Linked DNA regions of Sus scrofa: region 2 is linked to region 1. The links are chromatin contacts, called in public Hi-C maps. All regions are on one chromosome and are shown on one strand. The core of a region is the stretch at or near the end of the contact, and the rest is flanking DNA. Distances in the headings are between cores, read along the strand shown.

Region 1 (7,194 bases), core at 2,101-4,600:
ACCTACACCGCAGCCACAGCAACTTGGGATCCAAGCCACATCTGCAACTTACACTACAACTCATGGCAACGCCGGATACCCGACCCACTGAGAGGCCAGGGATCAAACCCGAATCCTCATGAATACTAGTCTGGTTCGTTACCACTGAGCCATAACAGTAGCTCCCCCCATCTCCTTCTGATCACAGCTCTCCCTGCTGAAAACCCAGCCTCCCATTGCTGTCAGGGAAAAATGCAAACGGCCAGACCCACCCTCTCCAGATGCTGTCACTCCAGCCTCTCCTGCTTCCTGTAGGTCCCTGGACTCAGCCACCTGCCTGGAACATTCCATCCGCCCTGGCTGCCGTCCTCTACCACCTCAGCCAGGACCTGGTCAGTGAGCCCCCTGCACCCTGGGCAGACACAGAGGAAGCAAGAGGCCAGAGCCTGGGGCGGCCCTTGGCGGGCTCCTCACCTGACCAAGGTGGGGGGTGGGGTGGGACATACCAGAGACCCACGAGTGAGGGTGTGTCACACGCTCAAGCCTTTACAGGAGGCCTTCCCCATGGGGACACCGGGTCAGGGCAATCGCGATTCATCACCCAACGTCATTGTCATCATTGTCGTCATCCTCATTAGTGGGTGATCACAGCTACTGTTCGCTGAACACCAGCTATGGGCCCGGCCCCACCTGCACATGCTTTAGACACATTCCTCATGAGGCCGCACCCCGCCTGCACTCAGCAAGAGAAATGACATCGCTTCTTGGGCATCCAGGGAAGTTGTTTCAAGAGCTTGAGAGGAATTCAGCTCACTGGGAGGAAGAAGTGACGAAGTGTCAGCTCTGTCCCGAGCGGGGCTGGGCTACCCCAGGAGGGGCTGGGCTACCCCAGGAGGCACGCAAAGGGCAGAATTCATTCAACCAGCATTTACTCAGCTTGCACCTCGTATAGGCGCACAGAGGCCGGGGTCCAGCCGTGACCAAGACAGATGCGGTCTGCTCCCCTCGGAATGCACCCTCTTCTGCATGGTGGGCACGGAGACCGAAGTCAGTGTTGAGAGCATGTTGCCATCCTGACGGAGGCTAAGGAGGGGGTCAGAGGGTGTTTCAAGCTGTGGGGGCTTCAGGACAGGACAGGAAGGAAGAGAAGGCCTTCTCCGAGGGAGGAGCCTGCCTGGCGGGAGAGAGTGAGAGGTGGTGATGGGCAGGTCTGACATCGCTGAGGCTGGAGAGGGCGGCTGGTTATCAGGGTTGCACTGACTGTGGCGAGGACTTTGAACTTTGCCCTGAGAACAATACAAAGCCCTGGAGGGGTTTAGGCGGGGGGATGACATGAGTCTGTTTATGTTTTCAAAAGACTGTCCTGGGAGTTCCCATTGTTTCTCAGTGGTAACAAACCCGACGAGCATTCGTAAAGATGCAGGTTCTATCCTTGGCTTCGCTCGGTGGGTTAAGGATCCAGTGTTGCTGTGAGCTGTGATGTAGGTCGCAGACATGGCTCAGATCCTGCATCACTGTGGCTGGGGTATAGGACGGCAGCTGTAGGCAGCTGTAGCTCTGATTTGAACCCTAGCCTGGGAACTTCCATATGCTATAGGTATGGCTCAAAAAAGCAAAAAAAGGAGTTCCTGTCATAGCTCAGTGGTTAATGAATCTGACTAAGACTTGAGGTTGCGGGTTTGATCCCTGGCCTCGGTCAGTGGGTTAAGGATCCGGTGTTGCCGTGAGCTATGGTGTAGGTCACAGACGCGGCTCGGATCCCATGTTGCTGTGGCTCTGGTGTAGGCCGACGGCTACAGCTCTGGTTAAACCCCTAGCCTGGGAATCTCCAATATGCCTTGGGAGTGGCCCTAGAAAAGGCAAAAAGACCAAAAAAAAAAAGCAAAGCAAAGCAACGAGACTGCTCTGGCTGTGGTGTTGAGGGTGTGGGTAGCAACAGAGAGCAGCTTGGAACCGGTCACAGGATGGATGTGAAGGATGATGGTCCAGGGAGGGGGGCAGGGCGGAGAGCCTGGATTTGAGTGTGGGGCAGCGTCCACTGGAAGCTGACGGGTCTGGGTGTGGTCCAGACTGGCTGAGGGGTGCTGGGTGCCCAGGTCACCCACCACCTGAAGATCAGGGGTTAGCGCTGGGCACATAGAATGTTAGGTCCCTGAAGACATCCAGGAAGAGATCAGGAGAAGGCAGGTGGCTAGACTGGTTTGGAACTTGGGAGACATATCTAGGCAAAAGACTTAATTTGAGAACTAAGTCTAGGTAATGGGAAGGAATGTGACCACTTAGGAAATATGCACAAAGGAGAAAAGGCCTGAGACGGAGCTTTGAGAAATATCCACACCTGCATGATAGTCATTGGAAGAGGACTTTGAGTTTTCTCGTCTGTAAAATGGATATGATGATGCGAGTTGCTGTAGGATAAGGTGAGATGATTACATAAAGTGTTTGACCTGGTGTCGGTGCTCTTTGATGGATCTTGGGTGGGTAGCACGTTTCTATAGTGGCCTTCCTCCTGGCTTACATAGGTTTATTAACGACCCTTCAAAAGATGTGACCAGAGGCCTGGACTTTATTGCTGCTGTCCGCCGTCCTCCACCAGACAACTGGTTCTGTTAATACAACCCAAGGTTGCACTTGTTTTTGGTTTTTTTCTTGCTTAGGGCTGCTTCTGCAGCATATGGAGGTTCCCAGGCTAGGGGTCGAATTGGAGCTGTATCAGGCCTACACCACAGCCACAGCAATATGGGATCTGAGCCACATCTGCCCCCAGCTCATGGCAACACCGTATGCCACTGAATGAGGCCAGGGATTGAAGCCGTGTCCTCATGGATACTGGTCATGTTGGTATCCTGCTGAGCCACAACGGGAACTCCCCCAAAGTTGCACTTGTGATTTTTGTTCTGCAGTCTGGTGTTAAGCGTGGATACAAGACCATTGTCTCTTCGTGAGTGATGCTTTGAAACCAAGAGCCTGGAAGGTCAGATGTAAAGGAGGGGACCAAGTCCTGTGGCAGGAGCCAAGGGCAGTCTTCAGACCCAGCAGACCAAGCATCTGTTTGCGTCCTTTCCAGAAAGAACAGGGAAATTAGCCAGCATCCCCCCTGTCCTCAGGCATGTTGTGCTTCGAAGGCAGGGGTCAGGAAATGGAGAATGAGAAGGTGACGGGGAATGTGGAGGGCAGGGTCAGGATTGAGGAGATGCTGAGATGAGGAGGGGTCTCCAGCCTAGAGTGTGGATGCTCTGGGTTCCCCCGTCCAAGTTTCTTACACCTTCCAGTGAGCAGACAGCAGCTGCTTCTGATGGATGGAGTCTGCTTTTGTTTTCGGGGAGCTGGCTGCCGGGCTGGCTGGTGGGCAGTGGCTGGAGCAACATCGCCCCCTCACGGCCTTCTCTTGCAAGTGCAGTCAAGGCACCCCACCCGATTTCTTCCCAGATCCATAGGCTGTCTCTGGATCAGCCGATCAGCTGATTTTATAGTCCTTGGCAGCCTGTCCTGTGTACCTAGGAGTGTCCCTTTGCTTTTGGCTTCTGTTAGCTGTCACTGCCTGGTGTATCTCTGTCCTGCTTCCTTGGGCGGTCTGTGATCAGCATGTCTCTTTCCATCAGTCTCCACCTAGGTCTCTATTTCTGTATCTTCTTCTGTCTCTGCCTTGCTTCCTGCCCCCATCCTCTGTCTCTGTGTCCTGGAGCTGAGGTCATGGCTGCCTTCCCCCCAGAGCTGGAGTGATTCTTGGTCTTTTTAGCTTTTTCCTCGATGAGTCAGGAACTCCTGGAGGGCTGAGGGCTGAGGCTCCACCCAGCAGTGGCCTCAGAGAGGATGCAGGAGTTTGAAGGAGCCTCGGGCTGGGCTGGGGACTGTGACAAGAGATTTTTTCCAAAATACGCTCATGGGGCCAGCGGGAGGCTGGGCGCATTCCTGTGGATGTCTAGGAAGCAGAACGAGCGAGCGGCTGGCCACCAGTATGGAGCGGGGCTCTTTTGGCTGCTGCCTGTGCCCAGAGCCTATCCACTCTCTTCAATCCTCATTTTCTGTTGCCTCAGGGCCTTTGCACAAACTGTTTCTCCTTGAAATCATCTCTCCCCCAAGGCCTTAGAAACCGACTCCTTCAGGGAGTCCTCCCGGATTCAGTGTCTGAGTTGGGGGCCCTCCTCTGTGCCAGGGCAGTGTCTTCTCCTTGGTTTAACATTACCTGCTGGCAGTTCCATCTCCCTGACTTGTGTGGCTGTTCTGGAGAGGGGTCGGGGTGGGAGGCAGGGAAGCAGCAAGCCCCGGGGACCAGAGGAGGGGGAATGTGGACAACCCACATGGTAACACCTCCTCCACCCCTCCTTGTTCTGCTTGTCATGTTCTTTCTTCCCCCAGGTTTTTCAGGGTCTTTGTGCCAGAGGCCATCTCCTGTCTGGCCTCTGGCCCAGGAACAGGCCCTGAAGAGTCAGCGGGGAAGGGCTGCCTGTCTGCCAAGTCCTCTGAGTTGGCAGCACAGGGGTGGGGGCTCCCTGTGGGCAGCCCAGGGGTGGGGGGCCGGGGCACTTGTAGCCTGAGTCCTCTCTGGGGGAGTGGCCATGTCTCAGCATGGTTGTGCGGCATGGGGCCGGCAGGACGGACAGCCTTCCCGCAGTCTCACATTTGTCGTATATTTGCGGCAGCCTGGAGCTGTCCCCAGGGCCTCCCTGGTGCCTTGCAAGAGGTCGGGGCCTGGCGCTCCCAAATATATCCCAGGGGAGGGAAAGGAAACACTCGGAGGGTGACCCCTGGTGCCTGAGGGCGAGGGGCCCACCCCCCTTTGTTTATTTATTAGTGGGTCACTTGGACCTTCTTTGAAAGCCGAGGCCTGCCACTGGAGGCCGCATGACCCCCGATGGCGCTGGGGGCTGGGGGCTCTGTTGAGAAGTGATGAGGCTGTGTGGGTGGTGGGAGGATGTGCCGGGTGAGGGAGGGCTCAGGAGCTGATGGTGAATCCACTGATGGAATCTCGTAGCCCAGGACCCCTTGCATCTCAGACCTGAGGCCGCTTACTGCTTTGGAACTGAGGGTTGGCTCCAGAGCTGAGGCTGGAAGCCCAGGGTGGGGCAGGACAGGGCTGGGTATTGTACCTGGGTCCCAGCTCAGGATCCCGGCTCACTTAGAAGTGATGCAAGAGAAGAGGCATGGACTTTCGACCCAGGAGTTGAGTTCAGGTCCCAGCTGGTGACCCAGGCCACGTCACTGGCCTCTCTGGGCCCCAGGCCCCTCATCTGTGAGGAATGGGGAGGTCGATACCTGCGGGACACTGTGAATGGGTGTGTGAAAGTGCTGAGGGGTCCCCTCCCTCCTCCTTCCATTGGCTCTCTGTCCCCCAGGTTGTCCAGGCACTTTCCAGCTGGGAGGACAAGTGCTGTGGGAGGGCTCCCCCAGCTGCCACAGCCCACGGGGACCAGGAGACACTGCTGAGCCCCACCCCATCCCCCGTGTCTGTGAGTCACAGGCAGGCTCACCTGGCTGGTGCCACATGCAGCCACCATGTGCCTCCCATAAGGTGTGTGCCCTCCTCCACTGTGCAGCCACCTGGATGCCAAGACTCTTTTTGTGGACAGGAGAAGCCCATGAAGCTGGGAAGGGTGTCCCCTGCTGAGCCCATGGAACAGGGTGCAGGCTGTTTTCGCCCAGAGCCATGTTGGTGGACTATGTCAGGTGAAATGTCTACACCTGTGGCTGGGTGAGCCTTGCAGTCTTAGCTCCTCAAGGCCCAGGAGCAAAGATATCTTGGAAGCTCTCCTATCTTCCTGCTCTGGCCCTTGCAGTCCACCACCCCGTCTCCCCACCGGGGTCAGTGCTGCCTCCTCTCTCTCTTCCCTCCTTCCTTCCTCTTTTTTGGGCCGCACTTGCAGCATATGGAAGTTCCCAGGCTCTAGGGGTTCAATTGCAACTGTAGCTGCTGGCTTACATCACAGCCACAGCAACGTGGGATCCGAGCTGTGTCTGTGACCTACACCACAGCTCACGGCAATGCTGGATCCTTAACCCACTGGGGGAGGCCAGGGATTGAACGGACATCCTCATGGATCCTAGTCGGGCTTGTTACCGCTGCGCCACACAGGAGCTTCCTCCCCCCCATTAAAGTTTTATTGACGTATAACTGATTTACAATGTTGCGATAATTTCTGCTGTACAACAGAGTGATTCAGTTAGACACATACACATAACCATTCTTTTCCAGGTTCTTTTCCCATATAGGTTATCACAAAATACTGGGTATAGTTCCCTATAGTTCCCTGTGCCACACAGCAGGTCCCTGTTTACCATCCTTCCCATACACAATAGTGTGCATGTGCCAATCCCAAACCCCCAATTCATCCGCCCCCCTCACCTGTCCTCTTTGGTAACCATAAATTTGTTTTCTTAAATTATCTATGAGTTTGCTTCTATTCTGTAAATAAGTTCATTGGCATCTTTTTAAAATAAAGATTCTACACATAAGTGATATCATATGATGTTTGTCTTTCTCTGTCTGACTTATTTCACTCAGTATGATAATCTCTAAGTCCATCCGTATTACTGCAAATAGCATTATGTCATTCTTTTTATGGCCGAGTAATATTCCGCCGTATATATGTACCACATCTTCCTTACCCATTTGTCTGTTGATGGACATTTAGGCTGATTCCATGTCTTGGCTATTGTAAATAGTGCTTTAATGAACACTGGGTGTATATATACTTTCAAATTATGACTTTTTTCTGGACATATGCCCAGGAGTGGGATTGCTGGATCATCTGGTAGTTCTGTTTTCAGTTTTTTAGGGAACTGCCATGCTATTTTCCATAGTGGTTGTATCAATTTACATTCCTACCAGCAGTGCAGGAGGGGTCCCTTTTCTCCACACCCTCTCCAGCATTTGTTATTTGTGGACTTATTAATGATGGCCATTCTGACTGGCATGAGGAGGCACCTCATAGTGGTTTTGATTTGCATTTCTCTAATAATTAGCAATGTTGAGCATCTTTTCATGTGTTTTTAGCCATCTGTATATCTTCTTCGGAGAAATGTCTATTCAGGTCTTCTGCCCCCCCCCCTTTCCTTTTTAGGGCTGCACCCTCGACATATGGGAATTCCCAGGCTAGGGGTCAAATCGGAGCTACAGCTGCTGGCCTACACCACAGCCACAGACAGGAACTCGGGATCCGAGCCACAGCTGCGAATTGCTCATTTTTTGATAGAGTTGTTTGTTTTTTTGATATT
Region 2 (7,267 bases), core at 4,305-6,804, 220 kb after region 1:
TCCTTTGAAAGCTATAGCAGCAGAAACCCATTTGACAGATGGGAAAACAGAGGCCTACCAAGTGACTTAACCAAGTCCACGCGGCTGGCAATTGGTGGAGCTGGGCTCAAACCCAGTCCACCAGGCCTCACTTTTCTGTCTCACTCTGCTGGGTGAAAAGATGGGGGTGGTCTCCCGCTTGTGGGGAAAGGAGGCGAGCTATGTTTCCCTCCCTCTTGGCTGGTGCCATGGCTGCTCTGCCCCAGAAGACTGCGAAAGGCACGGATCTCAGGAGCCCCTCAGGATACATACCCATTTCCCCTCCCCCACCCAGGGATTAAACCTTGGGATTATCCATTGCCTTGAAAAGCCTACAGTCTCCTGTCAGGAAGACCTTCTTTGTGTTCTTCTTGGGTCCCTCCTGTTGCACTGTGTTCACCTCTCCTTGTGGAATGGGTCGGGGTTCAGATATTAGGTTCGGTGTATTTTCTCCTATCTTTTCCCTCTCCCCGTTGCCCAGCTCCAAACAGCGTGAGAGGATCCAGAACTTAAAGGGTTAACTGGACTAAGGGGTGTTCTCTCCAGCTCAGGGCTTTCCCTTTGCAAGGTGATCCCTGCTCAGATCTTAAGTTACCTCCAGCCCCAGCCAGCACATCTGCTGCTGGCTCTGCCGACCTGGTCTCTATGGAGAGGGGTGGGCATCATGCAGGAGAAACACTTGCCAGCTGGACTTGGGCAGAGGGTCCTGGGCTCCCAGACCGCCCTCCTCCCAGCTCCTTGCCTGTCATTCCCACTAGCCTTTCCAACAAGGGGGCTCCTGATTTCTGCTGCCCAAACCGGGATGCTTCCAGGCACGTTATGTTGCCAACCTGGTCACACACACGGTTCTGCGGGGCTGCTCACGGAGGGCCAGAGCCCCCAACTCGTGCTCCTTTTTACAGGCCCAGAGTACATCATCTTTCCCCAGATGATCCTTTCCCCCAAGTATTCATGTAGGAAGCAAAGAGGCCAAAGTAGTAGCTGAAAACCTATTTCCTGCAGCCCCTCCCAGCCGTTTGGGAATCCTGAGAAGCTGTGGGGCAAGCCAGGCCTCCCTTAACACCAGTTCCAGCACTGCTCTGTGTGCCAGGGAGGCAAGAGGAAGCTGACAGGAGAGGCGAGGCTCTCCAGGTGAGCATTTCCTCTTGAGCATGCAAAGGCCCAGTCTAAAGCCAAGGGCAGAGCAGAAAAGAAAGCAGTGTCTAGGAGTTCCCATTGTGGCGCAGCAGAAACCAATCTGACTGGGAACCACGAGGTTGTGGGTTCAATCTCTGGCCTTGCTCAGTGGGTTAAGGATCCCACGTTGCCGTGACCTGTGGTGTAGGTTGCAGACATGGCTTGAGCCTGCTGTTGCTTTGGCTGTGGTGTAGACTGGCAGCTGTAGCACTGATTCGACCCCTAGCTTGGGAACCTCCATATGTGGCAGGGGCAGCCCTAAAAAGCCAAAAAAAAAAAAAAAAAAAAAGCAAGCAGTGTCTAGCCTTCCCACTCCCAAAGGACATGGCAGCTCCTCTTGGGAGGAGCTGGCGGAGGGCAAATCCTAGGTCTCCTCCAGAGTCACCCTTGCTGACATTCTGACATAGTTAAGGCTCAGAGCCACTCACAAAGCCATCAAAATCAGTTACATATGAATATACCTTGGATGTATATTTATGGCACTAGTGCCATGGGTCGGCATATGCATGGTGAACTGTTGATAACCAACACACGCACACATAGTTTTGCACACGTGTGTGTAGCTTCTTCTGTACCGAAGGTGAGGTCGTAGACGATTGTTGGAAATGTTATAGCCTAAGTCCCATAGCCGGCTAATGACCATTCTGGCCTGGCCCACTGGCTAACAGTCAAAGTGCAAAAAAAAAATCAGCAAAACAGGTGAATATACAGACAGCCTCTTTGTCCCCCCCCACCCCAGCAGGTAGGAGTCATTCAATTTATCAGGTTAACAGGGACAGATATAATCAGGAAAATCGAAGGTATGTTCACCCCTCCCTTGGGTATTTTCTGTTTGTGCTGAACAATGAACATTAGTCAGCTGCTAAACAATAGCAGTATCACAGACAAAACTGGGGCTGGACCCCCCCCCCAACAAGCCTGGCCCACTTGCATGAAGGTTCTGGCCCAAGACCATCCTGGCAGCATACAACTGGGTCCGGGGTCAGGCCAATGAGGTAGATTCACTGAGTGAAGCTGAGTGGCCGAGAAGGGAATGGATAACAGTCTCTGCCAGCATCCAGCAGAAAGGGGCTGCTTGTCCCATAAGCACAGAAAGTCGGGCTCAAAGACACCTTCTAGACCGCTCAGCCCAGGGCACTAGGCCCAGCTCTGCAGTATCTTCTCCCTTCAGGCCTTGGCTGTTTGGCCTTGGATCTGTTTCTGAGACACTCCAGCGCTGCCTCTGAAATGGACCTGGGATTCCTGCCTCCCTGCACTGCAAACCCCAGGCCAGCAGAATTGGTTTTGCTCTAATGTCCAGCCCAGCAAGCCTGAGCACATCGCTGTCTGTGAGCGATGGGGAATCACCCAGCAGTCCTGACATCCTGGGTTTCGAAGGAAACCACCACCCTGGCGAGCTCTGCATGGGCTGCAGGGAAGGGGTGTGTTGTGGCCCTGACAGGTCTTCCCAGGATGTGCATGACACCTGGGGGGGTGTGCTCTTTCCAGACAAAAGGTTTGGGGAAGCCAATTAGGGAGGGTGTGGTGTACATGGGACACCAGCTCAGCGCACCTGCTTCCAAGGCAGGTTCTCGCTCCACTCCTGGGCTCCTCCCGTCCCTTTGGGAGGCAGCCCCCAGGCCCCACTGGCCCCCTCCTCTGACTGAACAGGCAGGAACCCCTGAGACCAGCATCTCAGAGGTTTGTAGAGCTTCACCACCTGCCTCATAAAGTCTGTGTGGTCAAAAAACAGACTGCTGTGCTTACATATCAATAGCCAGATCTGGAGTGTTTTGAAGTCAGCAGGGTCACTGCACGGCACCCTCCCCCACCCCCACCCCTCCCTGGGGCTCCTCTCTTCACCCTCCCGTGCTCTCTGCCACAGCACCACCCCCCCAACCCAGAAAAGAACATCAGGCTGACAAGTCCCTGGAGAGAGGCAGCAGCAGCAGCGGGCAATCAGGAGGGTGTCTGGGGGTGATGGTGAACGGGGTGTGGGAGGGCAACTTCTGGGCCTACCAGCCTGTGTCCAAGGGTCATCTGGGCACTACTATGTCCACCTGCCTCCCTTTACAGGGACACCGGGGCACAGGCACTTCACAGAGGAGCTCGGCTGGTTGGGGAACTTTGGCTGCCCTGCTGGCTGACGCTACCCAGCCATAACAATTACCATCAATCAAGGAGCGCTTATTAAGTGCCTGTCTGAGCTGTGGTTCCTTCTCTGTGTCCCATCCCCTCAATCTGGATTTTTGGGGAGGTAGTATCTACGCTTGAGCCAGGTGAGAGTGTCACCTCCCTGCCCCCAATCCTGGGTGGGATGGAATAGGGGCAGGTCTTCAGCTGCTCCAAAGAAGGAATTAACTACCATGCAAGGCACACAAAGCTGGAGAAGGGAATAACAAAAGGAGCCTGGAATGGGGGTGAGTCTGCTCCCCCTCCCCAAACCTTCCCGCTCTTTGTCCACCCAGGATTAGGTTAACCCCTGGTATGCCGGACCAACCAGGCCCCAGGGAAGCTGTCCTTTTGCTGGGTTCCGGGTGTGGGCAATATGGAATTGCGGGGTTCCAGAAGCCCAAACCCTGGTGGTCAGACAAGTAAGTGTCAGAGCCTGAGCTTCTAATATCTCCTGCTGGCCTTCCAGGAGGTCCAGTGTGAAATAAAAACCTCTCACTCTCACCAGAACCTCCTGCTGGGGAGGGACTTGGTCACGCCTCTTTGAAAGGAGCAGGGACACCTGGGTGCCCTGGAACTTACCCCCACCCCACCCCCCACACACCCAGCAGGGCAGCACTCCCAAGGGTGCAGGGCTGGGGGCACTACGGTGCCGGCTTTCACAAACCGCTTGCCGAGCCATCAGCCACTCGCCACTGGGAGACGTTTGCAGCGCCCTGGCGGTGAGCGGGCGGCAGACCTGGTGCAAAAGTGAATGAGGCCAGGTTTCTGCCTTCCAGGAGTGCACCCCGGCCCCACAGCTCGGCAGCCAGGCGGGCCCCTCAGATAACAAACTGCCCTGCAAGTCTTGGGCATCGCAGGCATCTCCTCCCTGTGGCTGCCAGCGCCGCCAGATTCTACATTCTTGCCCCACGCAGACCTGGTCTCTCTGGACTCCGACCCCTTATTTTGCCACCTAAGGCCAGGGCCACGTGCTCCAGGCAAGCCCCCACCCTACCCCGCCCCCCTCCAAGGCCCCTGCTAGCTAAGGCGGGAGGTTGTCTCAGGTTTCTTCCACCAAGGCTGGAGGAATGCCCCCTCCTCGCCCCCAGTTCCTGCCGGGACCTGCGCTGGTGTCGTTAGCTACCGTGGGAGCTGGGCAGGTTCCCCGGGGACACAAAGGGTTAAATCCAGGCAAGGGGACTCGGTCGGATTTGCCTCCTAAACGCATTTTCCAGTTCATTCCCCAGCACAATACGCCCGGGGCCGGTCCCAGCCTCCGCCCCCACCCCACCCGTCAGCGAGGCCACCGCGGGCCACCCCTGGGGTCGGGCGTCGGGTTAACCCCTTGGCCGCCAGCATCTCGAGGAAGGACACGAGGGGCACCCTCGGGAAAGTGGGTCATGCAGCCACCTGGCTGGCACGAAGCCCGCAGCGCCTCTCCCGGGGAGAGCCCACCAAACTGGGATTGGAGTTCCGAGGCTAAGCCCAGCCCCGCGCAAGGCGGGGAGGCTGCGATCCCGCGCGGCCCGGGCCTCACCCTCCGGGGAAGGAACCGCAGGTGAGCGAGAAGCCGCCTCTGCCGCAGGAGCCGGCTCTCCGCGCCGGTGGTGGGGCGACGCGGTGCGGGAGGGGGCTCAAGCGCCCGGAACAGCCTGGCAAATGGGCGGACTGGAGAAACGAAGCCCCCCTGCCATCCTCCAAGCCCAGAGCCCACCAGCGCCGAGACTGACGCCCTCCCCCTGGGGCTGTTGTCTCGTACCCCGAGACGGTGATTACGGTGATTATTTTGCATTTATGTAACATGCAGTGTTTCCAAACTGCTTCCCGAGCTGAGAGCTGGTTATTAAATAAATAGAACGCTATTACATATTATTATTTTTGTGTGAAAAACTGCGCGGAGAAAGTGCTTTCTTGCTATACAGAGACGTGCATCCGACTGCTTCCCTGCAGGGCTGGCTGTTCGGTTCCTCGACCTCTCTTTCTCCGCCGTGCCACCCGCACCCCCCTTACCTAAGCCGTGACCCAACTTTTCTGGCTCCTTTCACTCCCTACAACCCTGACGTGCCCGCCATCCAGCTCCCAGCCCCTGGGAGGCAGTGGATGGGAGGAAGGGGGGGGGGGGTGGAAAGCAGAGGCGGAACGCGCTTACCTGGGAGGAAGAAGGCGGTCAAACCTAAAGCGAGTCCCCACCAGCGTCCAGCGGCGCCCGCAAGCCCCATCCGAGCCATCGGGGTCCGGGGGTCCGGAGAGAGGAGCCGCGAGGAGAGCGCTCCTCGCTCTCCAGAAAGCAGCCCGGAAGACGAAGGCGATCCCTGCCGGCCGGCGGGTTCTCGGAGGATCCAGGTCAGCCTCAGCCGTCGGCCGGGGCGGGGTGGGCTGGGTGGGATCCGCGCGGCCGCAATCCGGGCCCCGGGCCGCCGCCGGCTCAGAGGCTCGGCAGATGCCCGCCGCAAGTTGCACGAGTCATGCCCCCTTCTCCTCCTCTGCTCTCCTCCCCGCGCCGGTCCCCGCCCTCTTCTTCCACGCAAAGCCGGCCTGGGGAGAGGGACCCACCCCCGGCGCGCCCGGCTGCCCCGCTGCGCGGCGCGGGCTCCCGGCCCCCGGCGCTCTCACACTCTCCCGCTCGGCTCCAACTTGCAGGCATCCATGGCCGGCCGTCCTCCGAGGGCGGCGGGACAAGCGAGGGCGGCGGGTCGAGTGGCGCGGTGAGCTCGGGGCCCAGGCGGAGGGGGCGATCTGGCGGTGCGGCTCCGCGGGAGAAGAGCAAGCCGGGGGTGCCGCGTCCCTGCCGCGCTGCTGCGGCTCGCTGTGCCGGATCCCGGCGATCCGCAACAATGTGGAGCTGCTCGGGCGCCGAGTAGAGCCTCGCTTGCTCCTCTCCCTCTCTTTCTCTCACTCGCCGAGCTCCAGCCTCTCAGCCGCTCTCCCCGTGATGTCAGCCCGAGCGGGAGGGGTTGGCGTTAACCCCCTCCTGGCTCCCACGCGCGGCCCGCGCTTGGCCCCGGCCTCCGCCTCACCGCGCACACCTTCCGGCCCGAGACGGAGGCGGGTCCCCAGCGAGGGCCGTGGGGTCGCGTTCAGGCCCAATGGCTCGGGAGATGCCCCTTCGGTCGCCTTTCCGCGGGGAAGAGGGCCGGAGGGCCAGCCGCCCTCCTCTGTCGCTGACAAAGGGAGGCAGTGACCCCTAGCGGCCAGCGTCGGGGGAGAAGCTGTTGGGTGGGGGTGGAGTTAGGGCCGGGTGGAGGCGGGGCGGGGAGGGGGCACTGTGGAGGAGGGGGCGTGCAGTATGGAGAATCCAGGACCCAGCAATGTCCGAGCCCAAAGGGCTTCTACAAGCCCTCTCCTCCGACCCTCGCCCCATTTTACAGATGAGGAAACAAAGGCGCAAAGACTGGTAAGGCGACTCGCCCAGGGGCTCGAGCAGAACGTGGCACGGTTTGGACTAGAAACGAGTAGCCTGAGCTCCCTCTCCTCTGCATCACGGAACGCTAAATGAAGAGGCAGCTATGCGAGGACTCTCCGGAAGCTGCCAGAAATGTCGGTGATGGGCATTAGTGGGTGAGATCGGGTCACTGAGGTTTCTGGTCTTTTCTAATTCACGCTCCCTTTGGGAGTTCCTTTTCCAAAACCGAAGCCCCGCCTCTCCCTAAATAGTGCAAGAAATTGAGCTCTGTCCCCTTTGCAGAACTTCTGTTTTGAGGGATTTGCAGGATTCCCGAGAAAGTGACCCATCCAGTCCGCGTGGGTAGCAAGGCAGGGACTCTCCACATCCGGGTGTGCTTGGCTTCCTGCCAAGGCGCCTGGGCCCTCTGGGCTCTTGGCAGCCCAAGCCTGCCCTCTGTTCCTTTCCTGTGGACCCTATCCTCTCCCCCAGGAGGAGGCAGACAGACAGACAGACAGACAGAGTTCCCACTATGGAGGAGAAAAATGTTCTCCCCAG

What was found. A called contact is a pair of places that touch in the nucleus more often than the background predicts.
Region 2: a contact with region 1 is called in a Hi-C map of embryonic fibroblasts, with 9 times the contacts expected there. The contact joins the promoter of NECTIN1 here to the enhancer-like site in region 1. A contact is called at or near these places in 2 of 5 promoter capture datasets (fetal liver and liver), 25 of 47 Hi-C or Micro-C datasets (adipose tissue, alveolar macrophages, brain and 15 more) and 1 of 2 datasets of contacts at active chromatin or transcription factors (skeletal muscle).

What each region holds. Positions count from the first base shown.
Region 1 is chr9:46,670,066-46,677,259 of Sscrofa11.1, forward strand. It overlaps a transcript of LOC102161637 not described here. Among named protein-coding and RNA genes, the nearest start is that of THY1, 64 kb to the left of the region's middle. Within about 2 kb of position 3,351, at least 21 of the 83 cell types and tissues checked have an H3K27ac peak or open chromatin away from gene starts, as enhancers often do. A contact at or near this core is called in adipose tissue, embryonic fibroblasts, omental adipose tissue and 3 more, where this site is marked.
Region 2 is chr9:46,885,071-46,892,337 of Sscrofa11.1, forward strand. NECTIN1 (poliovirus receptor-related 1 (herpesvirus entry mediator C)) reads right to left here and starts at 5,555. Exons shown (of 6, transcript NM_001001262.1): 1 at 5,477-5,555. The coding sequence starts at 5,555.